Regions from separate parts of the Mus musculus genome. Here all the other regions are linked to region 2. The links are chromatin contacts, called in public Hi-C maps. All regions are on one chromosome and are shown on one strand. The core of a region is the stretch at or near the end of the contact, and the rest is flanking DNA. Distances in the headings are between cores, read along the strand shown. Region 1 overlaps Gm31278 (a long non-coding RNA gene). Region 2 has its middle 78 kb from the start of Gm31164. Region 3 has its middle 15 kb from the start of Gm31278.

Evidence for each region. A called contact is a pair of places that touch in the nucleus more often than the background predicts.
Region 1: a Hi-C map of liver shows a contact between it and region 2, with 2.9 times the contacts expected there. The contact joins two enhancer-like sites. A contact is called at or near these places in 2 of 484 Hi-C or Micro-C datasets (both in liver) and 3 of 115 datasets of contacts at active chromatin or transcription factors (hepatocytes, kidney and liver).
Region 3: a Hi-C map of liver shows a contact between it and region 2, with 2.5 times the contacts expected there. The contact joins two enhancer-like sites. A contact is called at or near these places in 5 of 484 Hi-C or Micro-C datasets (bone marrow-derived macrophages and liver) and 2 of 115 datasets of contacts at active chromatin or transcription factors (hepatocytes and kidney).

What each region holds. Positions count from the first base shown.
Region 1 is chr8:116,282,544-116,286,489 of GRCm38.p6, forward strand. All of the region lies in intron 2 of Gm31278 (a long non-coding RNA gene), which reads right to left. Among named protein-coding and RNA genes, the nearest start is that of Gm31278, 68 kb to the right of the region's middle. Within about 2 kb of position 1,953, at least 2 of the 459 cell types and tissues checked have an H3K27ac peak or open chromatin away from gene starts, as enhancers often do. A contact at or near this core is called in hepatocytes and liver, where this site is marked.
Region 2 is chr8:115,982,240-115,986,048 of GRCm38.p6, forward strand. No RefSeq gene overlaps it. Among named protein-coding and RNA genes, the nearest start is that of Gm31164, 78 kb to the left of the region's middle. Within about 2 kb of position 1,317, at least 13 of the 459 cell types and tissues checked have an H3K27ac peak or open chromatin away from gene starts, as enhancers often do. A contact at or near this core is called in hepatocytes and liver, where this site is marked.
Region 3 is chr8:116,365,243-116,369,131 of GRCm38.p6, forward strand. No RefSeq gene overlaps it. Among named protein-coding and RNA genes, the nearest start is that of Gm31278, 15 kb to the left of the region's middle. Within about 2 kb of position 2,494, at least 26 of the 459 cell types and tissues checked have an H3K27ac peak or open chromatin away from gene starts, as enhancers often do. A contact at or near this core is called in hepatocytes and liver, where this site is marked.

The DNA.
Region 1 (3,946 bases), core at 703-3,202, 300 kb after region 2:
AGAGCTGGGGACAAGGTTCAATCAGGAAAGTACTTGTAGGCATAAGAGCCGGAGTTTGATCCCAGACACCGGAATAGCCAGGCATGGTGGCACTCACGCATAATCCCTGAAGAGGATCAAATTAGGCCAACTTCACCTACTCTGCAAGCTCCAAGTTCAGTGAGAGATTCTGTCTCAAAAGAATAAATAAATAAAATAAGGAGAGGGATGGAGGTGTCTCCATGGGTAAGGACACTTGGGACACAAGCATGTCAGCCTGAGTTTAAATCCTAAGGTGTTGTTACACCATCTCTCAGGAGATCCCACAAGTGCCTGTAACTGCAGCATCGTGGGGAAGACAAAACAATCACTGGGGCTGGCGAGGCTCTCAATCCAGCTCCAGGTCCAGACAGAAACCCTGTCTCAAGGGGATAAGCCAAAGCAGGACACCCGTCATCTTCCTTTTGCCTCCATATGCACACAAAGGTGCACACATGATAAAAACCAAGCTGAATGGCACCTGAGGAATAGCACCCAAAGTTGACATCAGATCTCCACATAAATACGCTTACACATGCACATATGCTTAAATATAGATGTGTGTCTGCACACAAACACACACATGCCCCTGTGCACACCCACACACATACTCGCTGAAAAAACAAAAACAAAACAACAAAAAAACCAAAGCAAATGTTAGTTTAAGTTCTTCAATCCTAGCTCTCCCACTTGGGTAAATCTAAACCGTTTGCCAATGACATCCCAAGCTGCCTTTCTATTGTCTACACCAGAGAGATGATAATCTATCTTGCTGCAGAGCCATTAAGAGGACTGAATAGGAATGGACCAAGGAGACACTTTGTTTAGCACTTGGAACATAGTAGATGCTCAGTGAACCTGTTTCCTTCCCCAGGAATATCTGGGGCAAGCCTTCAGTGGAGAGTTCACTGTGGTCAATTCAGCTATTCATATTCTCCCAACTGTGGTAAAATTATAGATCTGAAAAATCTCTTTGTAGATCAATTTCTCTGATTCTATTGAGTTATAGAGAAGCAGCCCACACACTGAAGCAAGAGGGAAGAAGGAAGGCTGCAGATGGGGTTGTTTTTAATTGGCCATGAGGAAGAATTGTTGAGCTATAGTCAATGTTCATCACCAATTTCTTCAGGAAGACTGTCATAACCAAACAGTCTATACTCACACATGCTGGTGGGAGCAAGTGAGTCCTAGGCTACAGGGGAGGCTGTTCTCATAGGTTGTATAAAACACAGACAGTTTTTAATTTAATATTTTCCCAGAGGTCTTTAAAAATGTTGGGTGTGTTTTAGAAATCCCAGAGTTAATGTTTGCCACTTTATAGAAGGCTATCATTTTTTTTGTTTGCTTATGTTCAAACACTAATCAAGTGACATGTTTAAGGTCTGAGCCAAGAGCCCAGGAGCTTATTAAGAAAAAGTCCAGAGGGGAGTGTTGGCAAATGCCTGAGTGTGGAAATAGGGTGACATTTAAGAATCCCGGAGTGAGATGAAGAAGGAATGAGATACATGAAGCCCTGTGGAGTAAGTGAGGAATAGAAATCTGAGTAGCTGAGAATGAGCTTAGCTGGATAGGAAGGGGGAGGGGAGAGGCCTGGGAGAGGTACACCAAAGGTCAAGGGCCAAATGTCAAAGGGCAGGAAGCACAGAGGACTGAGTGTACAGAAAATAGGATCGAGAGCCAGGTGCCCTCAAGTCCATCTCTAACACACACACACACACACACACACACACACACACACGGTTAGTGGGGAGGAGGGAGGGAAAGACAGAAGGAGGGGGAGGGAAATGGAGGAAGAAGAAGTGGGAGGGAGGGAGGGAGGGAGGGAGGGAGGGAGGGAGGGAGGGAGGGAGGGAGATGGGGAGAGAGAGAGAGAGATCTGTCTGTCAGGGGTTCCAGCTAAGCATGTTTGCTTTAGATCAGCTCCACAACAACCTCAGACCTTAGTCCCTCTGTCCTCTGGCCAGTTGTCCAATACTCACGTGTGTGTCCCCACATCAGTTTCTATAAACCTTGTTTTTCAACGCTATAAGAATAGCTCTGTATTTACTCTCTCGTGCCTATCCGCCGTGTTTTTGTGTTGGCTAGTATTGATTGGCAAAATTTACAGGCGCCTAGGAGACAAACCTCTAGGTGTACCTACGAGGAAGTTAATAGACTCTGTTAATAGAGAAGGGAAGTCCTACCCTAACCAGATCCATGAGCCAAGCTCCTGAAAGCCGAGCACCAGCAGCCATCTCTTCTCAGACTACGTGCGTGATTTTACCAACTGCCTCCCGCCACTCCTACTGTCGTGACTGCACGGCCATCCATAATGGGCAGTACCTAGAATTTATGGCGGCAAATAAATCCTTCCTTCTTGAAGTTGCTAGTGTCGAGCACTTCATCATAGCACCAAGAGAGGTAACTAATACAGTCTTTCATCTGGCAGGTCCCACACGGGCTTCAATTTTAACTGCTCACAGCGTTATGGCACATTTAGGGGACAGAGCATAGCTGGTACAGGTAAGCCACTAGGTTCTAATGTAATCCTCACTTTAATGCTGGGCCACAACGCAAGAGGTCTGCACCACAGATCTTGCCACCATGAGTTCTGTCGTGACTCCCCCGCTATGCTCCATCAAGCAAACCGCTGAGGCAAAATAAGCCCTTTCTCCCCCAAGCTGTTTCTGTCAGGGATTTTGATTAAAGTAGCCATGAGCATTGTCTCTCTACTGATGTCTGGGCCCTTGTAGGCTCATCGGAGAAACAGAAGTGGAAACTGGTGTAGAAAGAAACCTCTTACGCTGGTATTTACGCTGGTGTTCTTCCTGTCCATCCTGGTCTCACCCCTCTCCTGGGCCCTCCTGAGTCCCCCTCCTTGCCTTCCACCTTAATCTTTGTGTTCAGTCCATCTAGATTCAGGGGGCACAAAGTGGATAGCACCATTCCCTTTAGATCCCATGACTCTCCATAAGAGGAACAAAGTTGCAAGTCCTCACTAGGACTCGGGAGGCAGAGGATTCAATTCCCCTCTAGCCTAGCCTTTATACTCTGCCCCAACTTGAACTCCACATTTGAGCATCCTCAGAGGTACTGTTCCTAAAGTCCAGCCTAGCTCTGGAGCTTTAACCCAACCAATATGTTATAGACAACTGAGTTGTTATGTTAAGCTGCATCTCTGCCACTATCTATGCCCTATGTCTGGTTGGCCTGACATATTGGACACACTATTAAAATGACATTTCAGTAGATTATCTCATGTTACATGATACATGCCCATGCTGGTATATCTTCCATCTGAACTCAAACTATATCAGACTCACTTTGGGGACTCTGGTCCTCCACTGGGGCTCTGCAGTGTGGGGAGGTGAAGGCTACATTGTCACTCCCTGTTAGTATAGCTTGGATTGTAAGAATGGCCATCATCATCCCTTCCCCGAGGGCTACTTTCCTCCTTTCCTCTCCTTACAACTCTTCATCCCCAGCAAGTGAGTCCATGGCCTCTGCAGAAGTGGACCACTCAGTTCTAGGTAAAGGTCCGTCTTTCAGGGTCTCTCTCAGAACTGCTACTTCAATTTGATTAAAGCAAGTGGTTACCACAGGTCACCTCAGGCTTCTCAGTTCTTTACAAGCGGACCTTCTGCTGTGGCCACCTTCCCTCCAGCTGCCTGCCCTGCCTCATCTCATCCCAGGCCTGGAGAGGACTTGGAAGTCAGAAGTTGGGTGTATCCCCTGTTCTCTTGGGTGTTTTGTATCAATTCTTTTCACTTCTTGTTCTTGAACCCTTCTGTCTTAGTCAGGGTTCCTATTGCTGCACAGACATCATGACCAAGAAGCAAGTTGGAGAGAAAAGGATTTATTCAGCTTACATTTCCACATTGCTGTTCATCACCGAAGGTAGTCAGGACTGGAACTCAAGCAGGTCAGGAAGCAGGAGCTGATGCAGAGG
Region 2 (3,809 bases), core at 67-2,566:
GATTGGGAGGTTCTGTATTCTAATTGTGCCTTTAACTCCAACAGGATACATGCATCTCTTTTCCCTCTTTGTTGTGAGCATCCTAAACTGAGTTATCTTTGACTATGAAGTAAGGGATGAGGTCGCTTGATTGTCTCAGAGCTAGATGCCCAGTCGCTGCTTATTAAATGCTCATTAGGACAGGATAAGTACAATTAGAAGGTCAGAGATGACTGCTAACACCTGCCCAGCAGGGGAGCAAAACCAGTTTCCCAACTCAAAAGAGAGTAACCTGGAAGCAGCCAGTCCTGAAAAGCTTGTTTGCAGCACTCAAGTCTCAGCTGTAGCTATAGTCTGCCTACAGTGTTTGCTATGTCTTTATTTCTCCATTCTCCCTGAAGGCACAGACTGACACCTTGTAGATATGCCCTACGTAGATGGTCCCTCTGAGCACAGTATAATGAGTGGGAGATTTGATGGGTGAAGAGGGCAGACAGTGCTGCCTGGTTTTGATTTACTGGGTTTTGTTGGATTGTGAGAAATCCTGAAGAAGTGTTACAGCAGGCTTGCAAGGATCCCAGTTCTGTGTGCTCTGAGACTCCAGCTTTGCTCCCTCATAGGCATAAGAAGGCTACTGTCATGTTAGCCATTTCAGGCATAAGGGGATGGACAGATGGGCTGGATCTGCTCCATTTTCTTCTAGGAAAATGAACCCATTTCTTAGAGGACACTCCCTCTAATAGAAGCATGTCCTTTCTCTCTCATTGGCAGTTGTGTCTGTTAATTACCACAGTCACAAGAGGATCTGAGTGAGCCAGCATGGACCCAGGGACTGATGTGAACAAAATTAAAACATGAATAAGAAACAAGAGAGTAGGTTTGTTTCCAGGGGGTATCCACATCCACCCAGTAGCTGTGTTGGGAGCCACTCTGGATTGGATTCCATTGCAAAACCTCTTGGCCATTTAGCAGTGGCTTGGCTTGCCTGCTCAGGCTTTCCGGATGCCCTTGTTCTCACAGCCTTAGCAGCAGTCCTCTCTGATACCTCTAGGGACATTTGTGAGGGTTCCATGACATCACACATGGATTCCCCAGCACCGTCAGACACAGGGCAAGTGAGGCAAGTGTCTCTGCAGAGCCTGCACTTAGGTTAGCAGGAGGAGTGACAACATGCTTCCTTAGAGTCCATGTGCCCCTGGGCCTCAGAACAGGGTGCTATGCCCTTCCCAGTGCCCTGTTGAAAACCCAGGAAAAAGCACCTGATGTCCCTGTGGTCAGTACAGCTCAGGGCCCCTTAGGCCTTTAGTGTTCCCGGGACTTTGCTCATCTCTGTGGACAGATCTGAAAGCCCTCCAGACAGGGTGATCACATCGTGGCTGACCTTTAGCCTCAAGAGCATAAACCCTTCTGGTGTCTTGTTTTTCTCAGTCAGAGGCCATGTTGCCAGCTCCCAGCTCACTCACGTGGGCAGGCTCAGTGCCAACTGCTGTCCCAGAACGAGGACGGACAGGAACTAATGACTCCCCAATTGATATGTAACTTGCCCTAATATTGAACCTGGCCCCGTGGTTAGTGATTCTCATGGCAAGGTAAATGATTGGTCTGTGCTGCCTTTCGCCCCCATTTGACTCTTCCTGGGTCTAAACCCCGGTTCTGAACTCTGACATACAGGAGCCCTCTGTGTGGTATGGCAGGGAAAACACTTCTGAAGACACTTCTGAAGCTCAGTGGGCCTGGTGGCCAATTTTACCATGCGTCTCTAGAATCCCTATGGTAGTCTAGCTGCCCTTCGTTAAACATAACCGAAGCTCTGCGACCTCACGATCTCACCTTGTTGGAAATGAAACTATGTCATACTGCTCCTGGGAATTACTGATAATAATAGTTGAAATTAATATTCATTGGACACACAGTGTGTGTTAGAGTACAAGTGTTCGGTTTATTCCTTCTTTCTCCATTACTAACACCCACACATCTGCTAAGCTCTGTACACAGCCCTGTGGTTACAACAACAGAGTCCCTGCCCTTTGTGGGATAGACTGTCATTAGGTCTAATCGTCAGAGATGTGAGAATACTAATTATTATCAGGACAAATACTGTTAGTATTTACTACACAGTGAGGGCATATTTCAACACTCATGGCCACCTTCGTCCTGAGTGCACGCTCTCTTCAGCAGCTGAAGATCAGAGTTAACGTAACGCATCCGAGGTCACACAGCTGGGGAGAGTCCTGGGTGGGAATGGAATTCCCTCCTGGCTTACTCCCGAGCTCAATCTCTCAACACCAGAGCTGGGTTGTATCCAAGCAAATCCCACTTCTGCCTCTTAACACCCTGTAGATACAGGCAAGGTTTTGCTCTCTGGACTCTGTTTCTTGATCTGTAAATTGCGTTTTCAATTACCCATTTCACAGGGTGCTCCAGAGAAGTGACGAGTTGAGTGTGAATGTGATTGGGAGAGGCGTGGTACCAACAGATCACCTACCATGCCTTGGGAGAGCCTGTGAGTTTGCACACTGCACTGTAAGAACGTTGAATGGAGCCCCACCAGAGCTGGAGAAGAGACAGCCATGCTAAAGCTGGATGGAGAGATTAAAACCTTACAGATGGAAGGAAGAAGAAGGTAGGAGAGACCCTTCTCATAACTGCCCCAGAGGCTGGCAGGCATAAGCAGCTGAGAGTAACACACTAGTGGTCGTCTTGGACAATGGGGAAGGGGGGACAATCGTGTGGATGTGGAGGAAGCAGAAGCCCAGAGTTCTGCAGAGCAGAGTGAGTGCCCTAAGGGTGATGGGAGATGCTAGAGAACAGGATACAGATAAGAGGCTCATTCCTTGCCCAAGAATGTAACCTTCTAGAACCATAGCAGGTCTAGGCAGAGAGAAACCTTTCTTGTTGAGAGATGAGGTATCACTTCCTCTTCTTCCTCTCCCTTCTGTCCCCCTCTTCCATTCTTCTCATTCCTTTCTCTTCCCTTCTCCCTTCCTGCTCTTCTCTTCCTCTTCCTCATCCTCTTCTCTCCCCTCTCCTCCTCCTCTTCTCCTCTTCCTTTTTTCCTTCATTCTCCCTCAAAAGAGAAGTTTCTAAGGACAGCTCAGCGATTGCGATGTCTACCCTCTACCCATGTTCTCAGTGATACCAAGGCCTGTGTTGGCCCAAGGTGGGCAAGGAGGGTGTGAGCTTTTAGTGAATTTCCCATCTATAGGCAAACACTGTGTTACCCATGCTTGGCTGTGAGTCGAGCTGATATACCAGATCATGAAGCTATCATTGATTTGAGTATCCCTGAGCGCCAAGGCCTGCCTGAACAAACTCTGATAAACTGAAGAGCCAGCTCTGGAGTTGAGTTGACCCATATCCCTGGGGTCAGAGACCTGGCCCACCTGGAGTCACATCCGTTGAGAGGACAGACCCACAGACCTCTTCACAGATGCTTCTGTTCTCAAGAAAGCACCTAAAGTGAAGAATGGAGAATGGAGCTTGACAAGTCTTCCACTGGCCCAAAGGCCTCCTGTCAGTCCTCCCTCCTCCCCCTCCCTCCCCAGTGGGGGAAGTGAGGCTGCCTCCACAGTTTCCCAGATCCTTGTGGGCTATCACAAAGAACCTTTTGAGGATAAACAAATGTAGAATTGAGAAAATAAGGAAGGAGCTGGCATGCAGAGAATTCGAATATTTAGAAAATGCTGGGGAGTGGAGACAGAGCGGGCTGTTCTGCTAGAGGGCGGGTGGCAGATGGCCTGGGATAGGGGAGAAGGGAAGGGAAAAACCATCTTGCTAGGGACAGGGATCAAGCTCTTTCAGAGCTGGCTGTTTCCTGGTGCCTGCGAAAG
Region 3 (3,889 bases), core at 1,244-3,743, 380 kb after region 2:
ATGCTTTGGGGTCTCTTCCCTGCCTGATTAGCTTCTATCTCTAGTTTTCTTCACTGCTAACCAGTGTAGGAGGTCTAGAGTCTGGTCTAGCACCATGCTTCTGTGATAAAGAAAGGGAGGGGAGGATTGGAGAGCTGGCTCAGCACTTAAAAAGCACTGACTGCTCTTCCAAAGGTCCTGGGTTCAATTCTCAGCAACCACATGGTGGCTCACAACCATCTGTAATGGGATCCAATGCCCTCTTCTGGTGTCTGAAGAGAGTTACAGTGTATGCATATACATAAAATAAATAAGTAAAGATCTAAGAAAAAGGGGGGCAAGATTCTTCAACTGTGGGCTGGCAGTCTTCACAATGCATACCTTTGGGCATCTTAGGGACACACAAGTCATTTCAGAGACAGGCCCTTGGAACTCACTGCCCAGCCAGCCTACCTGAACCTCAGGGTAAAGGACTGGGGAGGCAGCTCAGTAAGTATAAAGACCTCTGTGCAAGCATGGAAACCTGAGTTCTTCGTGTAAAAGCCAAGCCTGGTAGCACATACCTGTGACCCAGGGCATGTAGGGGAGAGAGACAGGAAGATCCAGAAGGCTCATTGGCCAACTAGTCTCTTCCTAGTGTTTCTGCCAGATTCAATGAGAGATGTGCACCCCCAAAAGGTAAAATGCGGATGGGGGGCTGGAGCAATGACTCTGCACTTTAAAACATTTACTTAATCGTTGTTCTTACAGAGAACCTGAGTTCAGTTCCTAGCATCCACATCAGGCATCTCAGGTAACTCCAGCTCCAGGGAATCCAATGCTCTCTTGTAGCTTCTGTGGATACCTGAACTCAGAAGGCACACACACACACACACACACACGGGGACACACACACACACACACACACACACACTTACACATAAATAAAACGATATATATATATGTATATATATGTGTGTGTGTGTGTGTGTGTGTGTGTGTGTGTGTGTGTGTGTGTGTATGTGGAGATTAGTAACAGAGGAAGATACTTAACATCAATCCCTGACTTCCAGAAACAACAGAATAAATAAACATGAACACACATACACACACATACACACACACTGGTAGAAGAAGAAGGAGAAGGAGAAGGAGAAGGAGAAGGAGAAGGAGAAGGAGAAGGAGAAGGAGAAGGAGAAGGAGAAGGAGAAGAAGAAGAAGAAGAAGAAGAAGAAGAAGAAGAAGAAGAAGAAGAAGAAGAAGAAGAAGAAGAAGAAGAAGAAGAAAGAAGAAGAAGAAGAAGAAAAGAAGAAAGAGAGGAGGAAGAGGAAGAAGAAGAAAGAAGGATGAAGAGGAGGAGGAGAAGAGGAAGAGGAGGAGGAGGAAGGAGGAGGAGGGAGGAAGAGGAGGAGGAAGAAGGAGAAGGGAGAGGAGGAGGGAGGAGAATAAGGAGAAGGAGAAAGAGAAGGAGAAAAGGAAGGCAGCTCCCAGGGAACATCACCAGAGTGTGAAACAAGAACCCGAAGTTATGCATGAATATACACAAGACATACCCCACCTATCCATTCACCCATCAAAATAAACACATACAGTAACAAGGAGAAAAGGCCAGGAGAAGACAAAGCAAGTCAACATGTCAGCATGATCTCCCCCACTTCCTTCCTGAGCGCCTTCCTGGGCCCCCTGAGGCTGTCCCAGTAGCTCTCTGGGGGAAGCTGGGTATCTTCACAGAGGACTTCACCACAGGCAAGCATTTGGCAAGGGTTGACGTGTTCTTATCTAAGTTGACACCCTGACTCTGGGTCTCTGGGCTAAAAGATACTCATCAGAAGCATGTGGCACTTTCAGTGAAACCAAGGGAAGATGATCTATTTACTTTAGCCCTGAGAGCATCACTGTTAAACACTACTATCTATCTACCTATCTATCTATCTATCTATCTATCTATCTATCTATCTATCTATCTATCTATCTATCTATCTGTCTATCTACCTACCTATCTATCTATCTATCTATCTATCTATCATCTATCTATCTACCTACCTATATATCTTTCTATCTACCTATCTATCTATCTATCTATCTATCTATCTATCTACCTACCTACCTATCTATCTATCTATCTATCATCTATCTATCTACCTACCTATATATCTTTCTATCTATCTATCTATCTATCTTTCTTTCTTTCTTTCTTTCTTTCTATCTATCTATCTATCTTTCTTTCTATCTATCTATCTATCTATCTATCTATCTATTGGTTATAACTCTTAAAAATAGAAACAAAAGGAAATGTGCCCTAGGGGAGGCTCGGGGACTGCTGGGACTGCTGGGACCTTTGGAACTTTGTGTGTGGGGTTCCAGGCAGGGCTGAAGGGGCCAGGTTGCGGGGACAGCAAATGGGCTCAGAGAGGCAAGAACAAAAGCCCAGAGAGATGACCTCACCCCAGTAACAAAGCTGCAGGCTGGCCCTCTCCTAGGCTGCCTCAGTTTGGTGCCAGCTTTTGTGACTACAGCTTAGCCGTTTACACGGCTGCTGTGCAAAAGCACTGTCGTGTTCATTAACTCATTTGATCCCTTAACTCTGGGCAGCCAGGCAGGGCAGGACTTATTCAATCCCTTCAGCCAAAGGAGAAGATAGAAGTCCAGCTTGCAAATCACAGTGACCCTGGCAGGTCACCCACTCCGCCCCCCACCCCCACCATTCGGTCATCCTCTGCCAACGCTTTCCCTAGCTTCAAAATAAAATGACACTATTTGCTAATACTTACTGAGAACTTATTCAATAACAAACAGACTGACATGTCTGCAACATGACATAAATTGACTGACCCTCTTGATAACGCCATGGTGGCATGTATTCATTTCCAGTACCTGTGGCAAATTACCAAAAAGAGAGTAGCTTTAAAGAGAAATGTGTGAGATTCCTAGAAACCAGAGATCTATCCTTAGTGTTTCTGGGGTCTTTTTGGAGGCTCCAGAGAAAAACAGTTCTTTCTCTTTTTGTACTTTTGGTGGCTTCTGGCATGCCTGGCACGTCGTTGCAACATCACCCCCAATCTCCTAAGAATCTCTTGCCCGTCTTCACACTCCCTTCTCCTCCCTGAGCCTTGAGGAATCCACTTTGCTGACTTCTTTTATAAGGTCCCTTTGAACCCCATCGGCCCACCAGTAATCCAAAATAATTAATTACGTTCTATCTTAAAACCCTTAATCACTCTACAAAGATTCATTTTTTTCCAAATAAATGAACATTTGAGGGCTCTAGGGGATGGGATAGAGGCTTATTCAGAGAGGACCTATTCAGCCTATCGCAAATAAGTGATATTCGATGCCCATTTCTTTTTCTCAGAAATGACACTGAGGCCAGGAGAGAACACACAGGTCTGGGGTCAGGAGATGCTGCCAGTGTAAATGACACTAAGCGTCAAATCTGGATGCTGGTGACATAGTTGATGGTAGTGCTCTCCTCACGTGCCAAAGAGAAGGGAGATCTCATCAAAGAAACAAACTAAAAGACAACTCTAAGAGAGCCATGCCCTTTCCCCAGACCTAAGATTCACAGTGCCTGCTGGTGTGGGGCCCAGAACATCAGCCTTGGTTCTAAGCTTATCTCACTCTGGATCGAAGTTAGCCACATCTGATGGGTTCTCGTCCAGATGGTTCTCCTCAGAGCCATCTTGAGGTAGGTACAGCTGGCCATCACATTAGCCTATTCCAGTCAGGTGCTTTGCTCAATAAAACCTCAGAGAGCAATCTCCATCCTGGTGGAAATGGCCGGGGAGGGGCTGGGGATTCCAGATCGCCAATGGAAGAGCGGCAGCGTCTGACTGAAATCCTATAGCCATCCTAGAACCAAACAGGTCACAAGCCAAGGGCAGATGTTTGCACCCAACTACAAATAGATATGAGTGGCCTGAGATGCGTGAGG